Regions from separate parts of the Ovis aries genome. Here all the other regions are linked to region 3. Evidence: chromatin contacts called from public Hi-C data. All regions are on one chromosome and are shown on one strand. Each heading gives the region's core, a stretch centred on a gene start, on an enhancer-like site or on the middle of the called end of the contact. The rest is flanking DNA. Distances are from core to core; before and after follow the strand shown.

What was found. A called contact is a pair of places that touch in the nucleus more often than the background predicts.
Region 1: a contact with region 3 is called in a Hi-C map of blood, with 2.0 times the contacts expected there. The contact joins the promoter of ARID3A here to the promoter of STK11 in region 3. A contact is called at or near these places in 5 of 16 Hi-C or Micro-C datasets (blood, hypothalamus, omental adipose tissue and 1 more).
Region 2: a Hi-C map of hypothalamus shows a contact between it and region 3, with 5 times the contacts expected there. The contact joins the promoter of WDR18 here to the promoter of STK11 in region 3. A contact is called at or near these places in 10 of 16 Hi-C or Micro-C datasets (blood, hypothalamus, mesenteric adipose tissue and 4 more).

Annotation. Positions count from the first base shown.
Region 1 is chr5:41,139,130-41,143,394 of ARS-UI_Ramb_v3.0, reverse strand. ARID3A (AT-rich interaction domain 3A) reads right to left here and starts at 1,522. Exons shown (of 9, transcript XM_060416438.1): 1 at 1,318-1,522.
Region 2 is chr5:41,177,919-41,182,356 of ARS-UI_Ramb_v3.0, reverse strand. It overlaps WDR18 (WD repeat domain 18), which reads right to left and starts at 1,432. Exons shown (of 9, transcript XM_027970151.3): 1 at 1,211-1,432; 2 at 89-199. The coding sequence starts at 1,370.
Region 3 is chr5:41,328,742-41,333,440 of ARS-UI_Ramb_v3.0, reverse strand. It overlaps STK11 (serine/threonine kinase 11), which reads right to left and starts at 2,713. Exons shown (of 10, transcript XM_027970177.2): 1 at 1,336-2,713. The coding sequence starts at 1,625.

The sequences.
Region 1 (4,265 bases), core at 273-2,772, 190 kb after region 3:
GGGACCTGGCTGAGGGGGGCGGCAAGGAGGGATCTGAGGCCACACCCTCTCCCCCCTCCCAGGCCTCCCGGAGAGAGGTCACCAGCTCGGCCCAGGGCTTGCAAAACATGGTTATTTAAAGAGTTGTGCAAGGCTGGGCCCCGCGGGTGGCGAAAGGGGGCCCTCACTTCATGAGGGGAAAGGAGGGGGAGGGCGGGGCAGAAAGGTGGGGAGGGGGCTAGGAGAGTCCGGAGGGGGTGGCCCGGAGGAAGTGAGAAAAGAAACACTGAAGAGGGAGAAGAAATTAGACGACAGAAACCCAAGTCCGATTTCAAAGGCTTCTTGGAAAGCGACCGATTTGCATGGTGGTGGGGCGGGGGGGCAAACCCTGCGGGCCGGGCGACTGAAAACGGAAGATTATTGACAAACCGGCCACCCCGGGTCCGCGGAACGTTGGAATTGACCAACGCGCTCTCCCCGCGCTTCCTGCGCCCGCTTTTGTATGTGGGGGGTACTTAAAGAGGGAGGGGGCTTTTCCAGAGGATCCCCGCCAAAGATTTAGGGCTCGGGCAGAGCCTCCCCCCCTCCCCGGCCAGGGGCCCCTTTCTGCCCCAGAGCCGACACTTTATAAATAAACCATCCAGGCTGAGGAGGGTCACCAGAGAACTGCCCTCCCGACCCAGCGCGCCCACTCCCCTCGAAGCTCCAGAATAAAACACGGATTCCAGCGGCAATAAATGAAATAACCCAGACCATAGCCCCCCGCGCGCGCGCCTAAAGACCATTTCCTTCCGCTGGAGGGGGGGGACACACACACTCCCGACCCCCGGTCACTCCCGCACCCGCGCAATATGGTAGGGGGTGAGGGCTCCGAGGGCGTCGAAGAGAAAATCGCCCCAACTCCGACCCACTCGGGTAGCCTTTCCGCACCCACGTTCCTGACCAACTTTGAGGGAGCCCCCCCTCATTATCTTCCAGGGCGCGCGACGCCCACCCGGGACGAAACCCTCGTTTTAAAAGGCCGGCCCACCTACTACCCCAGCCTCACCGCGCGGGGCCCGCTCGGGGGGCGCAGGGCCCGCTCGGGGGGCGCATGCCCCACGCCTGGCGTCCGGCCCTGCCCCGGCCGCGCCTGGCCTCCGGCCCGGGCCGCGAGCTGCGCGCTGCTGGCTCCCGGCCACCGCCGGGTTTGTGCCGCGCGCCGACTCACCGAGTCGCCTGCCGAGTCCGCGTCTACACCCCCCACCGACCCGATTGGTAAAAGTCTCCCCGCGCGCGGCCTCCCCCGCCCCTCCCCTCCCCCCCACCGGCGCGCTCACCGCCCCGCAGACAAATCACCGGGTGACAAATCGCTCTCAGATGCAAATACCTCGCCGGTGATTCAGCGCCGCGGCCCGGAACGTGGGGAGGGCTCTCCTAAGGCCCCCTCCCCCTTCCCAGACACCCCCTCGCCCCCCGCGCTTGGTCCGAAGACGCTCCAAGAGCCCAGGGGTGTTAGGAAAGGGGACAGAGTGGACGGAAATTTTCAAGTCGCGGCCCCTTTAAATGATAATAAATAATAAAAGGGAAGGGGAACAGGGACGCGGTATGCCCCGCCCCTATCTAGGGACGGTCGGTAATGTGCTCTCCGCGGGCCAGAGTGTACAGGACACCGAGGGGGCAGAAAGGGCTGGAAGCAACCCAGGGGAAGAGGGAGGGGAGAAAGTTGGGGCTCCGCATGGATGGGGTTAGGGCACAGGAGCTCGGTCCGGGACCTCTACCTATTGTAACGACCGCCGAGGATATACCTACTCGGCTCGGAGTTTCGCCTCTGTCCCTTGGACTAAGCAACTAGCGCTAAAGACTTCACCCCCAGGAGTGGTGCCTCGGTTTCCAAGTCTGTAAAGTGGGGATTAGAGACTTGATAAACAAAGGGTTTGCGGTGACAGGAAAAGAGAGCAGTGCTGGGTCGGTGGGAGGGGGCCAGGGCTCTGCGATGAGGGCGCTGCATGGTGGAAGGGGGTCTGGGAGAGGGAGAGGCTGCCAGCCGTGGGCACGGCACTAGCAAAGCCGAGGGATGCCATCCAGGAGTCCAGGATTCCTGGGAGGGCTCATCGCTAAGTCCTGATGACCCCTACCCTCCCCACACCCCACCCCCTATAGCCCCCTCCTCTTGGAAACCTGACTGCCCACACCTTCTAGAAGGAGAGACAAGGTTTTCTTGTGGGTAATCATAATTCAATAATAATTTCCATCTTCTGAGCAGCGCTCAGCCACACGGCCATGTGCCCAACGCATGAAGTTCACATTTTTGTGCAAACGTCTGTCCCCATTTCAGACAGCAGGAGAAACTGAGGCCAGAGTAGGTTGGGGTAAGGTGGGGCTTGGGGGTGTGAGCCCCTGAGGCCTCCCCTGGGAGCTAATCGCAGGGTCCCAGGCTCCAGCCCAGATAAGAGCAAAGTGAGAGCATGGAGGGCAGGCAGGGGCCACCCAGAGGGCCCCTATGGGGAGGGACTGGAGTCCCTGATCTTGAGTTGTGGTTGGGATGAGGGGGTTGTGTGTGCAGCCCCTCCAGTACAACAGACAGCATTGCCATCTTCTGAGGGTCCTACCCCTACTCAACATCACCCACCCCCATTGAGGCCCGTCTCTCTGGGGGATTCCCAAACCCAGGGGACAGTGCAAGGGAGCCACCCCCATCCGTGATGGGTGGTCAGAGGCAGAGTTCTGCCTGCTCCTTTCCGGAACCCAGCCTCCCAGCCCCCCGGGCCATTATAGCCTACTAACAGGTGACAGGGAGGCCTCCACCTTGAAGCTATTAAACAGCCACCCCCCAGCTGCCTACCTCACCACCCCTGCCACCAGAGGGGCAAAACTGCCCTGCCCCAGGAGAGAGGAAAGTTTGGAGACCCAGGTGAGCTGGGGGAGGAAAGCTATCCTTTAAGGACCAGGCCCCAGGTCAGTTCCAAAGTGCAGGAAAGCACCCCCTCCACCAAAGAGCCAAACGTCAGGATGCAAGCCCTGCCTTACCGGGCACGGGAGGATGAGCCTCACTGTGCCTGTTTCCCCTCTCTAAAATGGGTCAATTTACATTCACTCCTTCAGTGCCTGGAGAATCCCATGGACTGAGAAGCCTAGTAGGTTACAGTCCACGGAGTTGCAAAGAGTCGGATACGACTGAGCGACTTCACCTTCAGTGGTTTTGAGGATCTCATTCCCCTCTGGTCAAAGGGAAGGGGGCAGGGAGGGGAGTCTCCTGGGGGGCAGGAGGGGTGCCGCCTAGCCCCCCACTGCATAGCCGGGGGCAACTTCCCAGAGGAGCCTGGCCCAGCAGGGTAAGGGGCTGCAAGATTCCCAGCTGCCTTTAGTGAAGGGGGTCCTATTTTTAGCCCAGGGAGCTAGCTGGGAATTGACCCCAGTTTTGCTGGTTCCTCCAGGGATAGGCAGCAGGTATGGGCTGCACCTTGGTCCTGGCTGTGTGATTTTAGGTTAGCCTGGACCCCTCTCTGGTCTCTGAGTACCCCAGCCCTGTAAGTTTTCCTGGCCAAACCAGCTTGTGGGCCACCTGTGAAAACCAGCCTGATTCTCACTGAGCCCCTCAAGACACTCATCCTGCCCTCCATTCAGGGTTGAGGGGCACCTTTTTAAAAGTTCACCAAGGGACTTTCCTGATGGTCCAGCAGTTAAGACTGTACTCCCAATGCAGGGGTTCCAGGTTTGATCCCTGGTCAGGGAACTGGGGTCTTCCTAGGTGGTGCTGGTGGTAAAGAACCCACCTGAAAATGCAAGACTCCAGAGATGCATGTTCAAGATCCATGGGTCAGGAAGATTCCCCAGAGGAGGGAATGGCAACCCACTCCAGTATTCTTGCCTGGAGAATCCCATGGACAGAGGAGCCTGGAGGGCTACAATCCATGGAGTCAGACACGACTGAAGTGACTTAGCATGCACGCGTGCAGGAAACTAGACTCCACACGCTGCAGCTGAGTTCCTATGCCACAATTAAAGATACCACATGCCTCAACTATGACCTGGTGCATCCAAATAAATTAAAAATAAATTATTTAAATAAATAAATAAAAGTTTACCCAGATTCCAAACTGCCCACCTTTCCACATATATTCTTCCTCAAACATCTTCTGCCTCAGGGCCTTTGCCCTGGCTGTTACCCTGGCCATTCCCTTGCCTGGCCCGCCCTTCCCCAGCTTTGCCTTCTCACTCAAAGTGGAACCTCGGGTCATACTCTTTTATCTTCTTCCAGGCTGTTCTATTCAAAACAGCTGTATTTATTTAACCTAGTCAGCCAG
Region 2 (4,438 bases), core at 183-2,682, 150 kb after region 3:
CCTGTCAGTGACAAACCGTTCAGTGGTCTGACCAGCAGCCCACCAACAGGCTGAGCTCACCCTCGTGTTTCTGAGTCCCTGGGCTCACCTCCCACAGGTATATGTTCTCTGAGATCCCTGCCAGAACGTAGAGGCCATTGGGCGATGTGGTGAGGCAGGTGACTGGTCCTGGGCACATGATCTTCTGCTGAAGCTGGTCCTAGAGACAGAACAGGCCTCTGAGTTTCATCGGGGAGGAAGCTAGGGAATGGGCAGGAGACAGCTGGTAAGTCCAGGAGTAGAAAGAAGGTGGGGGTGGGGAGGGAAGCGGGGGATGGGATACTCTGAGCAAATCCATGGTTCAGCAAAGAGGGATCTACTTCAATTGATGCTATGCATTGTGGGGGTGGAGGCCTGTGGAATCTCCTTCAAAGCAAGACAGCACCTCTCTGGACTGGGGGTCAGAGGGACACCCGGGTGTTCGGGTGGAGAAGGCACAGAGGGTCCAGGAGGAGCCAAAGGCCACTCAGCTTTTGCCCTAGTCCTGAATCCCCACTAAAGTGTCGCCTGGGACCTTGAGCCTGGGTTTCCAGATCTTTAAAATGGAACTTCTCCTCAAGTGTGTGTGTGGACCACACCAGGAAAAGCCAGAACACAGAACCCATCCAAAGAGATGTTAGCTGGCAAAAGCAGGCAGCAAGCAACGTCAAGGGCTGTATTTTTAAGTTTCTCTAATCATGGGCCCTAATGGCCAAAGGTGGCGTCTCTGAGAACGATAAGTGCACTAGGCTCCTGAGTCACCCTTCAGCGGGCTCCCTCATGCCTCGGACCTTCAGCCTCCAAGCTCAGGATACCGACGGAACCCTTAGTGCAAATACTTTTCAACTAAATTTCTCGCCTAACCCGCTCGCTCCCGCGCAGGGCCCCCAAGGGACCCACCCCCGGCGCTCCTTGTGCGCGTGCGCACCGCTACAACCCCACCCCCACCCCGAAGCAGCTGTCCACCTTCAGCTCGGCGTGTGCGCGCAGCGCCCTAGCCGCTCGCAATCACTACGAGCGCGCGACTCCCTACCTTCCCCCAAAAGACCCAGGCCCGCGCGTGCGCAAAACACCTTAACGGGACTACCCACTCCTACCCCGGCTCAAGGTCCATGTAGCCTCCACCGCCCTTTCCCCCGACCCCTGAGCGCAGCGCAGCTCGCCAACGGCGCCCAGGAGCACGCCGCCGCACCTTCCTCTGCAGCTCCCAGGCGCAGATGTAGTTCTTGCCCAGCTGTGCGGCCAGCAGGTACTCGCCATTGAGTAGCGCCAAGCCGCGGGGCCCTGCCTGGCCTCCGCGGTACGTGAGCAAGTTGGCGCCAGAGTGCAGCTCCCACACAACGCAGCTCCATAACTGGGCCGCCGAGTCCGTACACACGGCTACCTCCATGGGCGCCGCCATCTTGCCTTCTCCACCGCCCCGGACGTGCGTCATCATCAGCGAGACGCGGGCGACTGCGCCGTGCCGGCTAGAGCGGCGCACAGGTTGCCCGGCTCACCGCGGCCGGCTGCCCTGCGCGTGCGCACACGCCTTGGGCGCGGGCAGGTGGCTTGGGGGGCTGTCCTATGAACCAGGCTGAGTTATCTTCCGGCTCCGCGAAAAATAAGGGGTGCACCGCCTGGTTAGAGCTCTTAGAAGGATACTTCTTCCAAAAATAGATGGCGAAACCAAGGCCTAGAGTCTCCTGAGAGCAGTTAGTAGCTTCAGAGCCTGGAGGTCTGGCTTGGCCGTTTGCACTGGCCACTTTTGGCCAAGCACGCAACTTCGCAGATTACTCTTCTTCTTCTAATTGTGCAAATACTGAGTACCGACCTCACAGGATCGAGACATTGCACGTAAAACAGGCTACGCTCCTAACATAACAGGTAGTGATAGTCGTGTCCGACTCTCTGCGACCCCATGGGCTGTAGACCACCAGGTTCCTCTTTCCATGGGATTTCCCCGGCAAGAATACTGGAGTGGGTTGCCATTCCCTCCTCCAGGGGATCTTCCAGACCCGGGGGTCGAACCTATGTCTCCTGCATTGCGGACAGATTCTTTGCCGGCTAAGCCACCAGGGAAACCCCAACAAAACATGTAGCTGGCGTTCAAAACATAGCCAGTTAGATGTGTGTTCGTGGACCTACGGTCCACCTCCCCCTGGACCTCGCTTCTTAGGGGGCCACAAAACCCACATTTTAATTTCAGCAACTTTGTGCAGGTGGAACAAATCGTGAAGTCTAGGGAGCACTGAACCTCGCGTCAGAGCTGCCGGCTGCAGGCTGTGTCCGCAAACAGTACATTTAAAATAGGGAATTAGTTGCCAACCTTTGAAAAGGGAGAATTCGCTCAAAAGTCGTAGTCTCATGCCTGTCCTGGGCGGTGTACCCAGAAGCAATATGGGGACTGGGTGCTGTGTATGTTCCCCAACCCCGCCGCGCGATCTAGGAGGAGAGGATGGGCAGGAGAGGGGAGGAGGGGGCCTTCCTGGAGAACAGGCGGCGCCGGAGCCGGGGACTCCGCAGGCCCAGGGCCGGCCGCCAGGTGGCAGTCTCGAGCCACTCACCGAGATGCCGGAGGGAGTTGATCCAAGCCCGGGAGGCCAACAGCAACAAGCAGCAACCAAGGGGCGAGGGGCGGGGGGGGGGGGGGGGGGGGGGGGGGGGGGGCGGGCGTCAGGGGATGTCAGGGGGTACCGGCCTGATCGGTCGGAAGGGCTTCCCTGAACAGGTGTCCTGAAGGAAAGAGGGACAGACGCGAGAACAACGGCCCTGAGGCTGACCGTGGAGGGGGGAGCTGGACATGGGGACCTGAGTTTTATTTTATCCTAGGGAAGTTGGGGGGAGGGGTGTGGAATGTGAAACTGAAGGACTTCTGTAAATTGGAGAGAGGTGAGTGTCCAAATCTCCAGAAGCTTCCAAAAGGGGAAACTGAGGCAAGTACTACCTAGTCTGAAGATGAATTGGAGCTAGAACCCCGGTTCCTCAAACTTTTTTTGTTCTTAATGTGAATAAGAAAAATGAAACACCTTGAATGGTTATTTACATTTTCCGGATACCGGTTTCCCCAAACCACATCTTTCTTTGAATCTTGGGCATTCTGTGGAACCCCAGTTGAGAACGGTGACACCGTGCAGCTCCCAGGGGTGGGCCAAGATGGCCTTTTTCCAACCACCAACTCAGGGCTTGAACCCGGTCCTCCTGAGCAGAGGGGCAAGTCACTGCCCAGCTCTGGGCCTCAGTTTCCCCAGGGGCCAGTCGGGAATGCTGACTTGAACTCTGGGTCTGCGTGCTCCTCTAGGGAGGTCTCCCCTGGCTAAGTTCGCAAGCACCGGGGTTCCAGGAGGAAAAGTGGGCCCTGCAGGTGCGGGTCGCAGGGGGACCCGTTACAAACAGAAGTCGAAGACGTGGAAGCCAGGGCATGGGCAGGCCAGGGCTCCGCTGGAGGGCAGGCAGCTGCGGTGCAGTCCCGGGCCCACTCCCTCCCCTCCTTCCCCTCCTTCCCTTTCCCCTCCTCCCCTCCCGGGGGACCCAGCTCAGCTGGGCTGATGTGTGAGGTCAGAGGTCACCCCACCCCCAGCCTGGTTCCGGAATGAGGACAGACCAGTTGTGTCAGAAGGCCAGGACAAAAGCCACACTTTGGGGGCCTCTCGGACCACCCAGTCGCCAGACCTCCTTGGTGCCAGCCTGGCGCCCCGTCGCAGATCCACTAACACTCCTAGGCCTGAGGACGTAAGGGTAGGGGCGGGGCAGAACAGGGAAACCGAGGCACAGCGGTCTGCAGAACCGCTCTGGGTCTAAGCCCCCCAACCGCGTTCTTTATTCCCTACTCGGGTATTGAGCGCCTTCTGTTTTGCAGGCTGAGGGTACACACTGCCCGGTCTCCCGCCCTCCCCACCTCTAGCCGGAGCCCGGGGGAGGGGGCATTCCGGGTTGGGGGCGGGGACCGGGAACCCAGGATCAAATCCAGCGCCTAGCCTGCTAAGTGCACTAATGGCGTTGCGGAAGGCTGATGACTCAAGCGAAAGCCCTCTTCTTCGGGCTCCGGGCTGGCTCCCGTGGCTCTGCTGATCAGACGTGGTTTTGAGTTTCACCTCCAGGGAGGCTCCCCCGGCCTACTCACAGGCACGGAGTGGGAGGCTCCGCGGGGATCTGAGAGGCTAGGGAGGAGGGGGACCCCCTCCTTGCATCCCTCCCCAGCCTCGGGGCTGTGTAACCTCAGGGCCTCTGGGCCCCTCTCTGGGCCTCTTCAGAGGAATGAAGATGCTGGACTGGCCGATCCAGTTTGCCCAGAAGGCCTTAAAAAAAAAAAAGAAATCACTTTTACTTTACCTCCGTGATGGGGGAGGGCATGAGAGGCAGGTGGGTTAACCCCTGTCCTCTGAGTTCTTCAGGTCCCCCTGGTTCAGAGGCTGGGACCACGTGAATGGGCTACGGGGAG
Region 3 (4,699 bases), core at 1,464-3,963:
ACCAAGGGATGAGGCCTAAGACGAGCCAGGAGGACAAGGACCAGCCCTGGAGAAAATGTGTGTGTGGGGGGATTCCCTTTCTGCCAGCAGCATCCAGAAGCCCACTGCCCCTCAAACCGCAGTGGTGGCCAACTGGCAGCCTGAGGGTCACCTCTCCCCCATACACTTCTGGATTAAGGAGAAAAGGTGACTCAGAGAAACAGGGAGTGGGGATTGGATCAGAAGTGTGGCCTAACTTAGCCTGCAGGAGGGCACTGGCACCCACTGTCCCCTGGCCTGTCTCACCCAGGACACTAGTGGCCCCTGCCTAACCCTCACCACGCAGGTGGCAGATGGGCACAGAGAACTGGCTGGGCTGGCCCTGGGATGCCTGGTCCTGCCGTTGCTGGGGGTCCGTGGCTGGGACACGGTCCGCAGCCGGTCTGGCCCCACTGCCCTGCTCTCCAGGTGTCCCACAGCAGACAGAGGCAGCTGGGCACTCACTGTCAAACTGCCCGGAGAGCAGGGGGGCTGGGAGGAGGGGTGAGAGTGATCAGGGAGCAGCACTCCCAGGACCGGCCAAGGTCACCAGCCAGTCCTGCCGCCTGGCCCATTAGATAGAGCCCTGGGCTGGGGTAGGGTGGGATCCCCAGGCAGCAGAGATAAGGAAAGGGTGCCCCCTCCCAGAACCAGCAAAAAGGACGGAGGCAGGGCTCCCACCGCCTTGGGGATGCCTATGGCCAGACAGGCGCGGGAAAAAAATCTGTGTAAAAAGTTTGTCTGGACACAAGCCGACCCCCACTTCTCAGAAGCCACCGAGCCTGCAAATCGTGGATGTGTCCTGTGGCACATCCCAGGCGAGTGAGAAAGGGCCAAGTTCGCCCCTGCAGACTGATAAACCGGTGCAAACAATTATTTTTGGCAACCGCAGCTTCGCCCTCCAACAGGGTAAACAAATGGCGTGTTCCGGCCCTAGTAACAGCCTCACGCTAGGAGGAAACCTGCCGGCGGCAGACAGAGCCCTTTCGGAACCCAACTGCTTTTGGTTTTCCGAAGCTAAACCAACGCTGGCCGCCTCCGCCGGTTATCTGAGCCCTCCGGACAGCTAAGAGGGCACAGGGAGAGAGGGGCGCCCCCTTCCGAGGAGGGCCCCGCAGCAGCTGCGAGGGCAGGACGCCCAGCCGCAACGAGCGATCCTGACTTTACCGAAGTCCCCCAAGAGATGCCCAGGACTCTTTCTGGCTGGTCGACTCGGACGGAAGAAAGTAACCGAGAGAAGGGAAGAGGAAGGGAGGGAAGGGGGAAGAAGGGGACCGCCCTGCGGCGCGCGTCCCCACCCAGGAAGCCCGCACTTACTTCTTCACGTTGGCCTCCCCGTTGGGGATCCTCCGCAACTTCTTCTTCTTGAGGATTTTGACGGCTCTTCTGCACAATGTCTCCGAGTCCAGCACCTCCTTCACCTTGCCGTACGACCCCTCCCCCAGCAGGTCCCCCATCAGGTACTTTCCGATGAGCTTGGCCCGCTTGCGGCGGGGCTGGTAGATGACCTCGGTGGAGTCGATCCGGTGGATGAATGTGTCCATCCCCACCGACATCAGCTCGCCCTCTGTAAACATACCCAGTTGCTGCGGGTCCGCCACCTCCATCCTGAACTCCAGGCCTCCGACTCCGGCAGGCGGTCCCTTATCCCCTTTGTGAACTTCACGGGGAGCGAGCGGTTCTTCCTTTTGTTTCTCCCCACCTCCGTCCCACCTCAAAATTCCCTTCTCCAAAATATAAAGTCAACAAAATCGAAAAAATAAGAGAGGAAAAAAATAATAATAATAAAGGAAAACCCTCTTGGAAAAGAAACGATTGTACTGAACGTAAGTTCAAAAGGCGCGGCTGGTCCAGAGCCCGGGCAGGCGGGCGTGCGCAGCGTCCCAAGTTTGGGGGCCGCCCGACCTCGGAGCTTTGGGGCGGGCAGGCGCGTCCACGGGGGCCCTCGGGAGGCCGGTGGGGCTGGGAAGTGCTAGGTCATCCTCCAGGGACTTTAGACCCTCGAACGAACACGGACGCGGCCGGGCCGAGTCTTCTCCGCTCCGTCCATTACCAGCGGGCCATGGCGCGCGCCCGGGGCCCCGCGCAGGCCAGCTCTGGGGCTCCCGGAGCTGGGCAGGTGAGCTTTGCCGGGAGCAGGGCGCGCAGCTCGGGGGCGTCTCCCGCCGTCTGGGGCGCCTGAGACGCCAGCAGGTGCGTATCCTGAGCGCGCGGGGCACCTTCGTCCAGCTCGGCCGGCTCCCGCCAGCGCCGGAGCTGCCCGGGGCCCGCCGGCTGCAAAGAGTAAGGCTCGTCCGAACCAGCCGCCGCTCGGGCGCCCGCACACCGGCCCGGGACACCAAGCGACCGCGCGGGCCCGGCGGGCGCCCCGCCCCAAACGGCAGCCCTCGATCGCTCTCCGCCCGAACGCCGTCGGTCGCGGACAGTGGGGCGCGCGGGGCTCCGGGCAGCCCAGGCGGCGCAGGCCGCAGGCCCCGGACCGGGGTTCCCGGGGCTGCCGGGGCCCGGGCGGCGCGTATCGCGCCGCGGCCGCCGCGCGCGTGGAGCAGGCGGGGCGGCGCGGGGGCCCAGCCCATGCAAGGCGGCCGCTCTGCCGGCCGGCGCCCGCCGCCGCTACCGCCGCGCCCCGCCTCAGTCGCGGGCGCCCCGGGCCTCCTCCCCCTTCCGCGCCCGACACGCCGCCGCCATCTTGTTTACCTCCTCCCCCGCCCTGCGCCGCCTCTCCGCCGCACGCCCGCCGCGGGCCCGCCCCCCGCGGCGCCGACGTGCACGCCCGTTGGCCAAACCTACCAGCACCGCCCCCACAGCGAACCCTACCGCCACCGCCCATTGGGCCATTTGGACCCGGGCGGGCCCCGGAGCGGGGATTGGTTCTCGTTCGGCCCCGTCCCAGGGGTGGTTACTGCTCGCTCATTGGCCCGCGGAGACGCCCGTCAAGTGGAGGGGGCGGGAAGCAGGCGCTGGGAGGTGAGGCTGTGGCGTTGACCTGGGAGGGGTTGAAGGCTGGGGTTGGAGTTCGCAAAGGCCGAGGGTCACCTCGGAACCGGGAGTCGGGGCAGCGCAGCCCTCGCTGGCCCGGATGCGGCTAACAGATGCTGGTGGGCGCCTGCTAGGGCCTGTCCCCCGAAATCTCGTTTGAAGCGAGGTCAAGGGTCAAAAAGTAGCCGAAAGTGGCCAATTGAAGGCAGAAAGCCTTTATTAAGCGTTTCTCAGGCCAGACGGGGCGAGAAGTGCGTTGGACCGTCTCTACCCTAAAGAATCTCACGGGGCATAGTGCCAGCAAAGTGCTTTGGATGAAAAATACAGAGATGGTAAAATACTAGGGCTTGATGAAATTGAAAATTCCTCCGGGCCTGTGGGGTTTTTCTACCTGTCTGTTTTTTATCACTTTTTATTTTGCCAGAACAAACTGCTTGTCTGACACCATCAGATTTGGGCTCCAGGCTGCGAGTTTTGAGCCTGACACCTGTGGACTGCCTAAATCTATGCGTGAAATTGAGTGTGTCCTTGTGTGTGTTCTTGGGGACATCTAGGACTTTCATCAGATTCTCAAAAGACCCACAGAAAGCGGATTGCTGTGGCTTTGGGGGCGGGGGGACCACAAATCACACCAACATACAAGCCAGCCCTAATCAAAACATGTAGATTAGCCCCAAATTCCTTTTCCTTAATCATAAACAGCAGAGCAGAAACCAATGAAACAGAATAGACAAAAAAAAAACACAAGGAAAACTGATGAAGCCAAAAGACTGTTCATTGAAAGGATCAAAACAACTGTTAAAACTGTCCAGACTAACCAAGAAAACTAGGTGACCTAAAAGGATTAGATATAGGAACAACTCTATGCCCAAAATTCAATAGGAAATAGACCAACACCTGAAAAGTCACTAAAATGAAAACTCAATGAAGAAGAAACAGATAATCTGCATAGTCTTATATCTATTAGAGAAATTAAATCTGTAGGGAAAAAACCTTTCAACAAAGGCAATTAAGGCCCAGATGTTTTCATTCATGAATTTTCATCAAACATTTTAGGAAGGACTTCTTGCTGGTCCAGTGGTTAATTGAGAATCTGCCTGCTAATACAGGAGACACCAGTTCAATCTCTGGTCCAGGAAGATTCCACATGCATCAGGGCAGCTTACCCCCTGAGCCACAAGAACTGAGCCAGCACTTTAGAGCCTCTGCTCTGCAATATGGGAAGCCCCTGACAATGAGTAGCCCCGACTCTGATGCAACTAGAGAAAGCCCATGAACAACAATGAAGACCCAGGGCACCCCCCAAAATTTTTTAAAAAAAATTTTAAGAAGAAATAACATTGGTTCTAAACAATCTTGCAGAAAATGAAGAAGAGGCAACACTGCCCAAGTCAAATTCCCTTTGGTATTTTCTATGTTTTTAACTGCTGACTTATGCCCAACTTTCTTAGAATCTGGGGGTATTTGATAATCTTGGCATCCCACTCTCCTTCACTCCACCCCTCTCCTGATGTGCAGGACACATGGAAGGACATAGGAAATGTTTGGTGACCATTGCAGAAAGAGAACATGAAGGTGAAATCTTGGCTCAGATGTGACCTCCAAGAAGTCCTCCTGGTCATTCCCTCGAATGTAGCCCCTTTCAAGTTTAGTTTTCTTCTTAACACTTGTCATCAGCAGAAATTATCTTATTTATATATTT